2 separate regions of the Astyanax mexicanus genome follow, and region 1 is linked to region 2. A link is a contact called in public Hi-C data. All regions are on one chromosome and are shown on one strand. Each heading gives the region's core, a stretch centred on a gene start, on an enhancer-like site or on the middle of the called end of the contact. The rest is flanking DNA. Distances are from core to core; before and after follow the strand shown.

The links. Hi-C and Micro-C count contacts between places; a contact is called where the count stands out from the background.
Region 1: a contact with region 2 is called in a Hi-C map of muscle, with 2.7 times the contacts expected there. The contact joins the promoter of piezo1 here to the enhancer-like site in region 2.

The regions. Positions count from the first base shown.
Region 1 is chr23:28,933,383-28,938,763 of AstMex3_surface, forward strand. It overlaps piezo1 (piezo-type mechanosensitive ion channel component 1), which reads right to left and starts at 1,497. Exons shown (of 52, transcript XM_049471026.1): 1 at 1,383-1,497. It overlaps cdt1 (chromatin licensing and DNA replication factor 1), which reads left to right and starts at 3,231. Exons shown (of 9, transcript XM_049471045.1): 1 at 3,231-3,866. The coding sequence starts at 3,360.
Region 2 is chr23:28,854,362-28,859,879 of AstMex3_surface, forward strand. All of the region lies in intron 3 of piezo1 (piezo-type mechanosensitive ion channel component 1), which reads right to left. Among protein-coding and RNA genes, the nearest start is that of piezo1, 78 kb to the right of the region's middle. Within about 2 kb of position 2,775, the one cell type or tissue checked has an H3K27ac peak away from gene starts, as active enhancers do.

The sequences.
Region 1 (5,381 bases), core at 247-2,746, 78 kb after region 2:
AGTGTACGGCCCAATCTAGAATTCTGGGTACATTTCACATCTTCCACATGAACATTTTCCAAATGTTACACTTAAAAAATAATAATAAATGGGTGTCGAGTGTTGCTGGGTGGTTGCCGTGGTGTCCCAGGTATTTGCTAGGATGTTCCTAGGTTAGAGTGTGTATATATTAAATTTTAATTGAGTAAGCTTCCCTAACTTCCCAAAACCTGCAGAAAAAATCCAAAAATCTGCAATCACAGATTATATTTATATATAAATAAATAAATATTAAAACAAACAGTAGTTACAAGTGTTCCCTCATCGTTTTATCCCTTGTATTTAATTAACAGTTTTTTAACATAGAAATGTTTGTTTAAGATACATTGGATTTTCTGTTTTATGGTGAATATCAATATTATAGTCATTTAAATACATACAAGCACCAGTTTGGGCACACCTTTTTAATCGTTTTTTTTATTTTTATTTAATGTATTTTCTACATTGTAGATTAATATTAAAGACATGAAAATTATTAACGATTAAAGGACACATATGAATTTATGTAGTAAACAGTACAAAAAGTATTTGTCCTCTACCTGACCCAATCCCCTGATCTAAACCTGATGAACTGTGATGGAGATTTGAGGTGATTTAATTGGGATGAGCTGGAGCTTCACAGCATGAAGGAAAAAAAAGCAGCAACTATTGTTCAGCACCTCCAGGAACTCCTTCTTTCAAGACGCTGAGAAAACTATTCCAGGAGACTCTCCCTCATGAGATTAACACTCAGATTAAAATCTCACCAAGAGTGAGCAGATCTGTCCTCAGAGATAAATGTCTTAAGTATAAAAACATATTCTGGTTTGTTTAACACTTTTTTACTGTTTACAGAATAATTCTGCATGTGTTCCTGTAGAGTTTTAATATAGTCTACAATACTAAATTTACAATGTACAAAAAAAAAACATAAAAACAACATAAAAAGTGAAAAACACATTAAATTAGAAGAGGAGTGTCCAAACTTTAAACCTGTATACAGATCCACAGGGCTGTAGGGTTCACCTGCACGAGGAAGTGAATACACATCTTATAAACAGACAGACAGAGAGACAGACAGAGAGACAGACAGAGAGACAGACAGAGAGACAGACAGACAGACACACACACACACACACACACACACACACACAAACTTTCCCTAATAAACTCTCACACGGAGTGTTTCACAGTAATAACCCGCTCAGTGTTCAGACTAACCCCATGACCTCCTAACCCAGCGCCACGTGTGATCAGCTCACCTCCACTCCCCGCTCACAGTGAGCGGATCTGCGGTAAACAGCAGGTAACAGTTACCCTACAGCCCGGCAGCGGGAGATAAAGCGGTTAAATGAAGTACTTACGGGTTGTATCGCTTTATTTACTTCATTAATCGCTCCCTCTCTCCCAGAACACGCTGCAGCCGCGCGCGGCACATTCCTCCAAACTTTCCCCAGCTGTTTACTTTCACCCATCTGATACACAGCGGCGCCCGCGGGCAGTATCAGCGCGCTTTTGGCGGCCTCTAGGGGCGACAGCGAGCATGTGCGCTTAATGGAATTTACAGAAATGAACACTACAATTATATCATCACTAAAAACAATTATTCTATGAATAAATAACTATTCAATTTAATGACCATTTGCAATTTAAAAGGTATAAGAATAGAATAATAAAATACAACATCTTAGACAAGAAGAAAAACTTTTTTTTATATTAAAATTTAAACTTTATTTTTAAATAATGACGGTACACACTTTTTAATGTTCTTTTAGTGTTTACCTAAATATATATATATATATATATATATATATATATATATATATATATATATATATATATATATAAACAAGAATAAAACATATATATATATATATATATATATATATATATATATATATATATATATATATATATATATATATATATATTTTTTTTTTTTTTTTTTTTTAAAATACTCCATACAATTAAACAGGACTAATTAAAACATAGTTTTAAACAGGACTAATTAAAACAGAGGTGGCCACATAAAGTATATGGATCCTCCCAAGGTTTCTTCCTCCTCCAGCTCTGAGGGAGTTTTTCCTGCCTCTGTTACTCGGGGTTCTCTATTGTATGTTTTTGTCTGATTCTCTTTCCTGTAATCATTTCTGTATAGCTGCTTTGTGACAACATCAGTTGTAAAAAGCGTTATACAAATAAATTTAAATGTAATGAGCAATATGAATCTAAACATCTTTAAAATTACATTTTGTCAACAAAACGTAAAAAAAAAGTAGCTTAGAAAAAAAGAAAAAAAAAATACCGTCTCAATACTGACAAGAAACCACGTTTTTTTTGTCACATGCAATTTTATCAATAAATATATTTATATATAAATAAATTAATTAATAATTAATTGATTAATAAATAAATAAATGCCGTACTTCTCACATTTTACTTAATTATTCATATTCAGTCTAAAAAAAGTACATGACTTTTGTCTTTAAAAGATTTTATTAAGAAAACATACGAGATTAAAGAATATATATAGAGTTGGTCACTGTTCCTTTTAGCACAATATCCACGAATTGCTTTACTACAACAACATTTATCACAATATAATGAAATAATAAATAAAATCATGTTATTTTTGTTTTGTTAACGAGAGCCGCACAATATTAGGAACAAAACTGACGTCACAAAATAGTTATCTATATATCTTCAAAATGTCAAAACATTTTGTCAATAAAACATAAAAGAAGAAATATTTAAAAACATATATAAAAATATTAATAATGACGAGACGGGATGCAATAAATACAGATGCATTTAAATGAAAATGCACGTTCTCTGATTTTACTTTTAATTATTCCTATTCAGATACAAATGAGCAATAGCAGAGAGTCATTGAAAACATCTTAATAATGATTAGAAATTGTGGACGGTTTATTTAATAAAATAAAAGCCCGACACTACAAGTTACATTGATTTAATTAATTTGAGTTATTTTCTCTAATGATGATTCATGGCTGAAGCCATTGTTTTAAACAATACAAGTATTCGGCTTGAAATGATCAAAAAAAAGAGCCTTTCGCGACTCTTTTTTTTGTTTCTTTGTTTTTATCCAATCGCAGTAGAGCACAGGCTGTTTGATCAACACGCCGACCAATGGTTGCTCTGTACTGTGGTGCGCTTTGAATCGAGTCCCGCCTACAAAGGTCACATGGTATAATTTCGCGGGAAAGTCGCAGAGAAGACAACAGGCGCTGCTGCAGCTGCTCGGGATTCCAGTTTATTTATAGTTATTTTTATTGGTTTTAACTGAATTTATCGGTTATTTAGGGGTATATTTTATTAATATGGCTCAAGCCCGAGTCACCGATTTCTTTTCCCACAGTAAGAGAGCGGCAGCGGGCGGGCAGAAGGGGCGGAAGGCGAGGGCCGCGGGGCCGCTGCAGCAGGACGCCGGGACCAGGCGGAGGGAGACCCGGCAGACCCGCGGCAAGGTTCCCGCTGAAGCGCTCAGCGGCGTTCAGGAGGAGTTCCTGCGGGTTATCGCCGAGGCCGTGTCCGCTGATCCGGTGTGTGAGCGCCTGGAGCCCGCAGCGGCCGAGAGCGGGAAGACCCAGCCGGAGTTCCAGAAGCCTGAGGCCGTGACCCCCCGCACCCCGAAGAGGAGCTCCGACGAGGCCGAGTTTGATCTGAGCTCTGCGGTGTTCAGCTCCGCCACGGAGCAGCACAGCACCGCCAAGAAGCGCCTGCGGACCGCGGGGAAGGAACCGAGCGGAGCCGCAGCTGCAGCTCCAGCGGCCGAGCAGAGGAAGAGCACGGCCAGGAAGAAGCTGGAGCTCACTAAAGTGGAAAAGGTTAGACTGGAGCACACTTACACACACACAAAGCTTTACCTGTTAACCTATATACATACATATGTATTAATATGTTTGTGAGGACCTAGCTCTTAGCTGAGTAGGGTATTCTCTTGTAAAAACAGTAAATATCTAGTATAAACACTTTTCGTGCTATCTTAGTAGTTACATCTGGTCCTTTCAGAGCGATAAAAACAACCACAAGGCAACACACAAAGTAGATTACCCCTCCTCGCCAAATAGTACAAAGTAGTTAACCTAATTTTCTTTTCAACACGTGCAACTGCAGTCAAAGGAGTGAGTATTTGTGTTAATGTGTCTGTGAGGACCTAGGTTGGCTATTACTCAAGTAGTTTCCACGACTCAAAATAGTGCAATCATTTTTCTTGCTATCTTAGTAGCTACATCTGGTCCTTTCAAATGGACAAAAACAAGCACGCGGTCATGTAAAGAAGGTTTGTGTATCTTTGTGGGGACCCACTAGCTGTCTTCGCCAAGTAGTAGAAATGAGTTATCTTTTCAACAACTGCAGTTAAAGACAAGGCAGTGAGGTATTCAAAGATCCTACAAAGTAGAATCACCCTTTTTCTATTTTAGTAGCTACGTTTGGTGTTTTAATATGGCAAAACAAGCTCTTGGTCACACGCCGGCTTTGTCAGAGCTTAATTTCTGACGTGTTCTTATGTATTACTGTCTTTGGAAGGACCTGGCAGTAGTTGCAAAACATAGTGAGTGTAATGGAATGATCCTGTAGTGTTTTTATTTTCTTGCTATTTTGGTACATTTGGTGCCTTTTAATGACTAAATACATGCAGTCTCACACAGACATCAGTGATATAACTCTGCACACATTTGTATTACTATTTTTGTAAGGACCGGACAGCCAAGTTGTTGTAAAAAGTAGATCAAGTTGTGGTAAATACAAGCATTGACACTTAACACTCCTCTAGCTTTTTTTTAGTGTGTCTGAATGTGGTGGTGTTTTGTTGTTGGGTGGTGTTTGAGTGTGAAGTGTGTGTGTGTGTGTGTGTGTGAGAACAAGCCCCCTCTGAAACTACTTTTGTTATGCAAGTGTGAGCATCTGAGGGACTAAAGTAGATTAGTAATTAACAGTGGCTGCTTTAAACAACAAGAAATTGGGTCTAATCAGCTTTTAAAAAGCTTGTATGATATAAAAAAATCTATCTATGATTTAAGATCTTTAAATTCAAGTTATGGTACAGAGAAACATGCTTTATTACACACTCATGCAGTGCAGCTGGGCATCAGGGTTATAGTTAAGACCTAAATAAATGCTCAAATTTTCATTATCGAGAACACACAACAGATGTTGCTATGGGCCTTTAATGGTGAGAGACCATTGCTACCGCTTGATATACCATACTACTCATTTAGCATAGCTTTAGTATGGATGTAGCATAACATGACAACCATCTAGCAGCACCATAATAACCACCCGGGATAACATACCAACCCGTTAGCAACAACTTAGAATTTTAATAGCAAAGTACTAAA
Region 2 (5,518 bases), core at 1,525-4,024:
GATACAAAAAAAATATAGTAGCTTTTGAATAATTCATACTAGATACTGAATAATTTATTTGGTAGATTCTGAATTATTATTCATTATTATTCATTCATAATTATTATTTATAGTGGATACAAGATAACTTAACTTAAATACTCACTTAATATTGTATATTAGCAATGATTGGACACTGAAAAATACATACAGCTCTGGAAAAAAAAGAGAGCACTCAAAAATAGTTTCTTTGATTTTACCAAATTGAAAACCTCTGGAATATAATCAAGAGGAAGATGGATGATCACAAGCCATCAAACCAAACTGAACTGCTTGAATTTTCGCACCAGGAGTAAAGCAGCATCCAAAAGCAGTGTGTAAGACTGGTGGAGGAGAACATGATGCCAAGACGCATGAAAACTGTGATTAAAAAACAGGGTTATTCCACCAAATATTGATTTCTGAACTCTTAAAACTTTATTAATATAAACTTGTTTTTCTTTGCATTATTTAAGGTCTGAAAGCTCTGCATCTTTTTTGTTATTTCAGACATTTCTCATTTTCTGTAAATAGATGCTCTAAATGAGAATATTTTTATTTGGAATTTGGAAGAAATTTTGTTGGTAGTTTAAAGAATAAAACAACAATGTTCATTTTACTCAAACCTAAACCTATAAATAGCAAAATCAGACAAAATTATTTTTTTATTCAATTTTTTCATTTTTTCATTTTCAATTTAATTTTTTCATGGATATTTTATAACAATTCATAACAGTTCCTGACAAATACGCTTTAGTAAATAACTGGCCATGCATTTGATCGATGGAGGCAGCTTAGATCCCAGAAGGAATACAAGTCAGATAGGTAAAGTGATCCAGACTAGTGCTGGCTAACTCCATCATGCTGCATTAAACAATACATAGTGAATTCTAGATAATTCATGGTGGATACTGGACAATTTCTTGTTATTTAAATTCTCACTTACTTACAAATACTGTATGTTCTTAATGATTCATAGTGGACAATGAACAATTCATAGCTGACACTGGACAATACACAATGGATATTGCATTATTTATTACAGTTACTGATACTAAATAGGTTTTAGTAAAAAAAAAAAAAAAAAAACTAATAAAAGGTACAAATCCTCGGGTTTTATTGGGTTATACGCAGTCACTGCCCTGTTCCTGTTCCATGTTCAGCCATGTGAGTGAAAAAAACAGGAAACAGGAGAAACAGCTACATTAACCTGCATTAGATCAGCTGAATAGCTGTAATTCAGCAGGCTGTGAAACCAGCTCCTGCCACGACTGTTTGTTTTTCCAGAGGCAGCACTGCTGTGGTGGTATTTCCCCCACCGCTGACATACGTGTGCCCACTGCGTGAGGTATGGGGTTTCAGGTATACACTGGACTTACAGCTGAAAAACAAAAATGTTCAGAACTACGTTACATCCAGAGAAGCATGCTCTGGCACAACCCAGAATAAAACAGGGCCCGGTGGGACCATGACTCACAGCTATGGAACGTCTCTATACCTCATGACTTTTGTTTTTATCACCGAATCCATGCCTAATCCTTAAACTCATGGAAAATAAACGACTAGGAGAATGTTTTTCGTTCTGTGTGTGAAAAGACCTGAGTTGTACTGTGCTGTACTGAAGTCATCCAGATCATAAAGAAACACATAAGAAATCATGTAGTGACTTAAAAGTGTTAAACAAACCAAAATACTCTGTGAAGCATTAAGTGGTCTGTGGTTTCTGAGGCTGGTAACTCTGATAAACCTAACCTGTACAACAGAGGGAACTCTTGCTCTTCCTTTTCTGGTGCAGTCCTGATGAGAGCCAGTTTCATCATAACGTTTTTGATACTCAAATATTCACTATTCACTGTATACCTGTACCTCTTCACTACTTTACTTTAACTGATGCTCTCAAACACTTTATTAAGAGACAAGAAATTCAAGTTATTGACTCTTGATGAGTTCAGCACAGCTGAAAGCCTGATTTCTAGGTGACTCTACCTTATAAAGCTGACTGAGAAAATCCAGCAGAGATGTGCAAAAGCTGTCTAATCTAAGCAAAAGAAGACTTGATAATAAAACACAGTGGATCAACACCAGCAGATGACATGTCTCTCCAAACCATCACTGATCATCAGTAAATTTTACATTTCATTTAAAGGAAATCAAGTGATCAGAGTCTGGAGGAAGAGTGGAGAGACACACAGTCCAAGCTACTTGAGGTCTAGTGTGAAGTTTCCACCAATCAGTGATGGTTTGGAGAGACATGTCATCTGCTGGTGTTGATCCACTGTGTTACATCAAGTCTAAAGTCAAAATCTTACAGCACTTCATGCTTCCCTCTGCTAATGACAACTTTTATAGAGATGAGGATTTCATTTTCCAGCAGGACTTGGCACACTGCTCACACTGCCAAATGTAACAATTGGTCTTATATAATATTCAATTTTTTTGAGACTCAGATTTTTGGGTTTTCATTGGCTGTAAACAATAATCATCAACAATAAAAGAAATAAACACTTAAAATAGATCACTCTGTGTGTTTAATACATTATGCATTAGAATATTGTTAATAAAAATTCTATAAGGGACACTAAATAAACCTTTTAGTTATTTTTTGGGGTATTTATCTTCTAAACGTTCTGCTCTGAGAGGATCAACCCTTCCCACAGTTCTGAATGTCCGCGTTGGCGTTCCTAAGTAGATTCCTCTGAATAACAGATCCACACAACATCCTGCTTCCAGGCCGGAGGAGAGGGCACGCAGCAGACGGACCCGAGGGGATCTCAGCGTCTTTCTGGAACTTTCCTCCAGTCCCTCAGTAACTCAGAGGAAGGTCTCATCCTTTACGCATTCCAGCAGATGGGAACGGAGGGGGCGACGCTCAGGCTTTACACACAGTAATCTGTGAAAATACGCCTGGATCTGTTTCCTGATGTAATATGGACTCAGTGTAACAAAATCAGCTTTATCCCAGTCACAGATATTAGTAAGTGGGTTGCTGAGTAATTTCCAGACCACTAATTTCATTAAAGGTCTCATTTCATGTTTGTTTCATTTATTTTAAAATGTCTAGTTGTGGTCTCTAGTATGAATGAACGCCCTGTGAGCTGGTATTTGTGAAAAAAAGTGCTCCGGTGATCCGGTATAACCCTGCTTTAGTCTGGTGGAGGAGTGGGAGGAGGGGAAATGATAGGATTTCAGCTCTTGCTCATAAATTTTCATGCATGCAAACACAGATCGCCTCTGATTGGCTAACAGCACTGAGACACCAGAAGAAAGCAAGACAGACAACAGACAACGTTTTCAAATAAAGACATTTTTACACTAATAACAGTCTTTGTCAAAGTAACATTCTTTGTCATATGTTACTTTACAACATGTGTAATAATGCCCTGCTATGTGCACTTCAGCCACTGATTTAGTCTTAGAGTCTTAAATACTTACTTAATACATAAATACTCACTTAATAATGTATATTAACAATGATTGGACACTGAAAAATACATACCGCTCTGGAAAAAAAGAGACCACTCAAAAATTATGATTTTTATCTGGAATATAATCAAGAGGAAGATGGATGATCACAAGCCATTAAACCAAACTGAACTGCTTAATTTTTGCACCAGGAGTAAAGATATAAAGTTATCCAAAAGCAGTGTGTAAGACTGGTGGAGGAAAAACACTGATTTAGTCTTAGAGTCTCTGTGAAACACAAAATCCACCGGAGATCCAATTTAAACCTAGGTAAACACACAGGGGTGTGTACTCCAGGCTCAGAAAGTAAAAATCCACCCCGTGGTTTTGTTGGCTGACCTGCAGCCAACAAAGACGCCCAGGCAGTTGGGGATTTTTACTTTAACCTAGTGTAAACAGAACTGAAAAATACACCTTGAACTGCTCCAGCAGGGCTAGTCGTGGTTAGCAGCAGGCTACAGGCCAAAAATACTCACCTCTGAACTGGGAAATAGCGGTTAGCAGCCAATGCTAATGCTACCTCAGCCCCGGTGCTGGAGAACTAAACTGAAACTCCTGTATAAAGCTTTGCTTCAGAGGAGTGACTTTACTGCTCCTTAATACCTGACTGGTAAAATTCACACATAAGGAGAACCGGTTTATAAGGCACACTGACGATTTTGGGGAAAATGAAAGGATTTTAAGTGCGCCTTATAATCCGAAAAATACAGTATATCTTACACTCACTCCTGTACACACAGTAGATTGCTTATCTCAGAATATCAGGTGCCTTGGTTTCACCACACTGTTTCCTTCTTGCGTAAATAAATGATGGTTTCCTTACAGTGGGTGTCGCTGATGTCAGTGAACAAAGGATGGAGGAGAGGCTCCGCCCCGTTAATCTCCTGACAGGCCTGATGACTTTAACAGCTCCATGCGTTCTCCTAACTCCTCATAAAAACACAGGGAGAAATTACGAGCCCACAGACTCGGGAAAGCAGCGAAATCTGCACTATTAAACAGAATAACTGTTTTCCTCATCATTTAATACAACACTCTGAGCACTGTCTCCAGCCCACCCGACCCAGTCTGTAAACCCACTGCAGTCCATTCCCCGCTCAGCCCAACAGCTGGATCTCCAGGAGTCCAGGACAGACGTGCCGAGCTTTTCCCTCAACACCGCCGCATTAATCATTACTGACCGCCACTCTCAAACTCAGATCAAAAATTCACGAGCTATCTCAGAAGATCTCAGAAGACGACGTGTAAAAACAGGGGATGGTGAATGCAGGGGTTTAGAGATTTAGAGAAACGGAGCATACAGGGTCAGGCAGGGTGAGAAACTGATATAATTATAAAGGGCCGATTCTGTCGTTGACATTACGATACAAAACTGCATAAAATACTATAGGTGCCTGCCAATGACTGTATGTGAGCGCATCCTGTGTGCTCCACCTGAAAAACTACTGACCTAGCAACCACCTAAAATACCAATACTGACCTGGCAACCACCTGGATTATCATATCAACTGACCTAGCAACTGCCTGAAATACAAAAGCTGACCAGGCAACCACCTGGATAATGACAGCAACTTAAACCACAACTGCTGACCAGCTGGGAAACAGCTGGGATACCACAACTACTGATACAGCAACAACCTAGGATACCACTACTGACTTAGCAACCACCTGGATTATCAGAGCAATTGACCTAGCAACTGCCTGAAATACCACCACAGAAACCTATACCACAGCAACTTTTCTAGCATCCACCTGCATTACCACAGCAACTGACCCAACAACCACCTGGGATCCCACAACTACTGACCAAGCAACTGCGTAACATACAACTTTTGACCTAGCATCCACCTGCATTACCACAGCATTATCACTTAAAATACCACAACTACTGACCTAGCAACTGCGTAACATACAACTTTTGACCTAGCATCCACCTGCATTACCACAGCAACTGACCTAGGAACCACCTGGATTACCACAAGAACTTATACCACAGCAACTGACCTGGCAAACACCTGGGATACCACAACTACTGAAG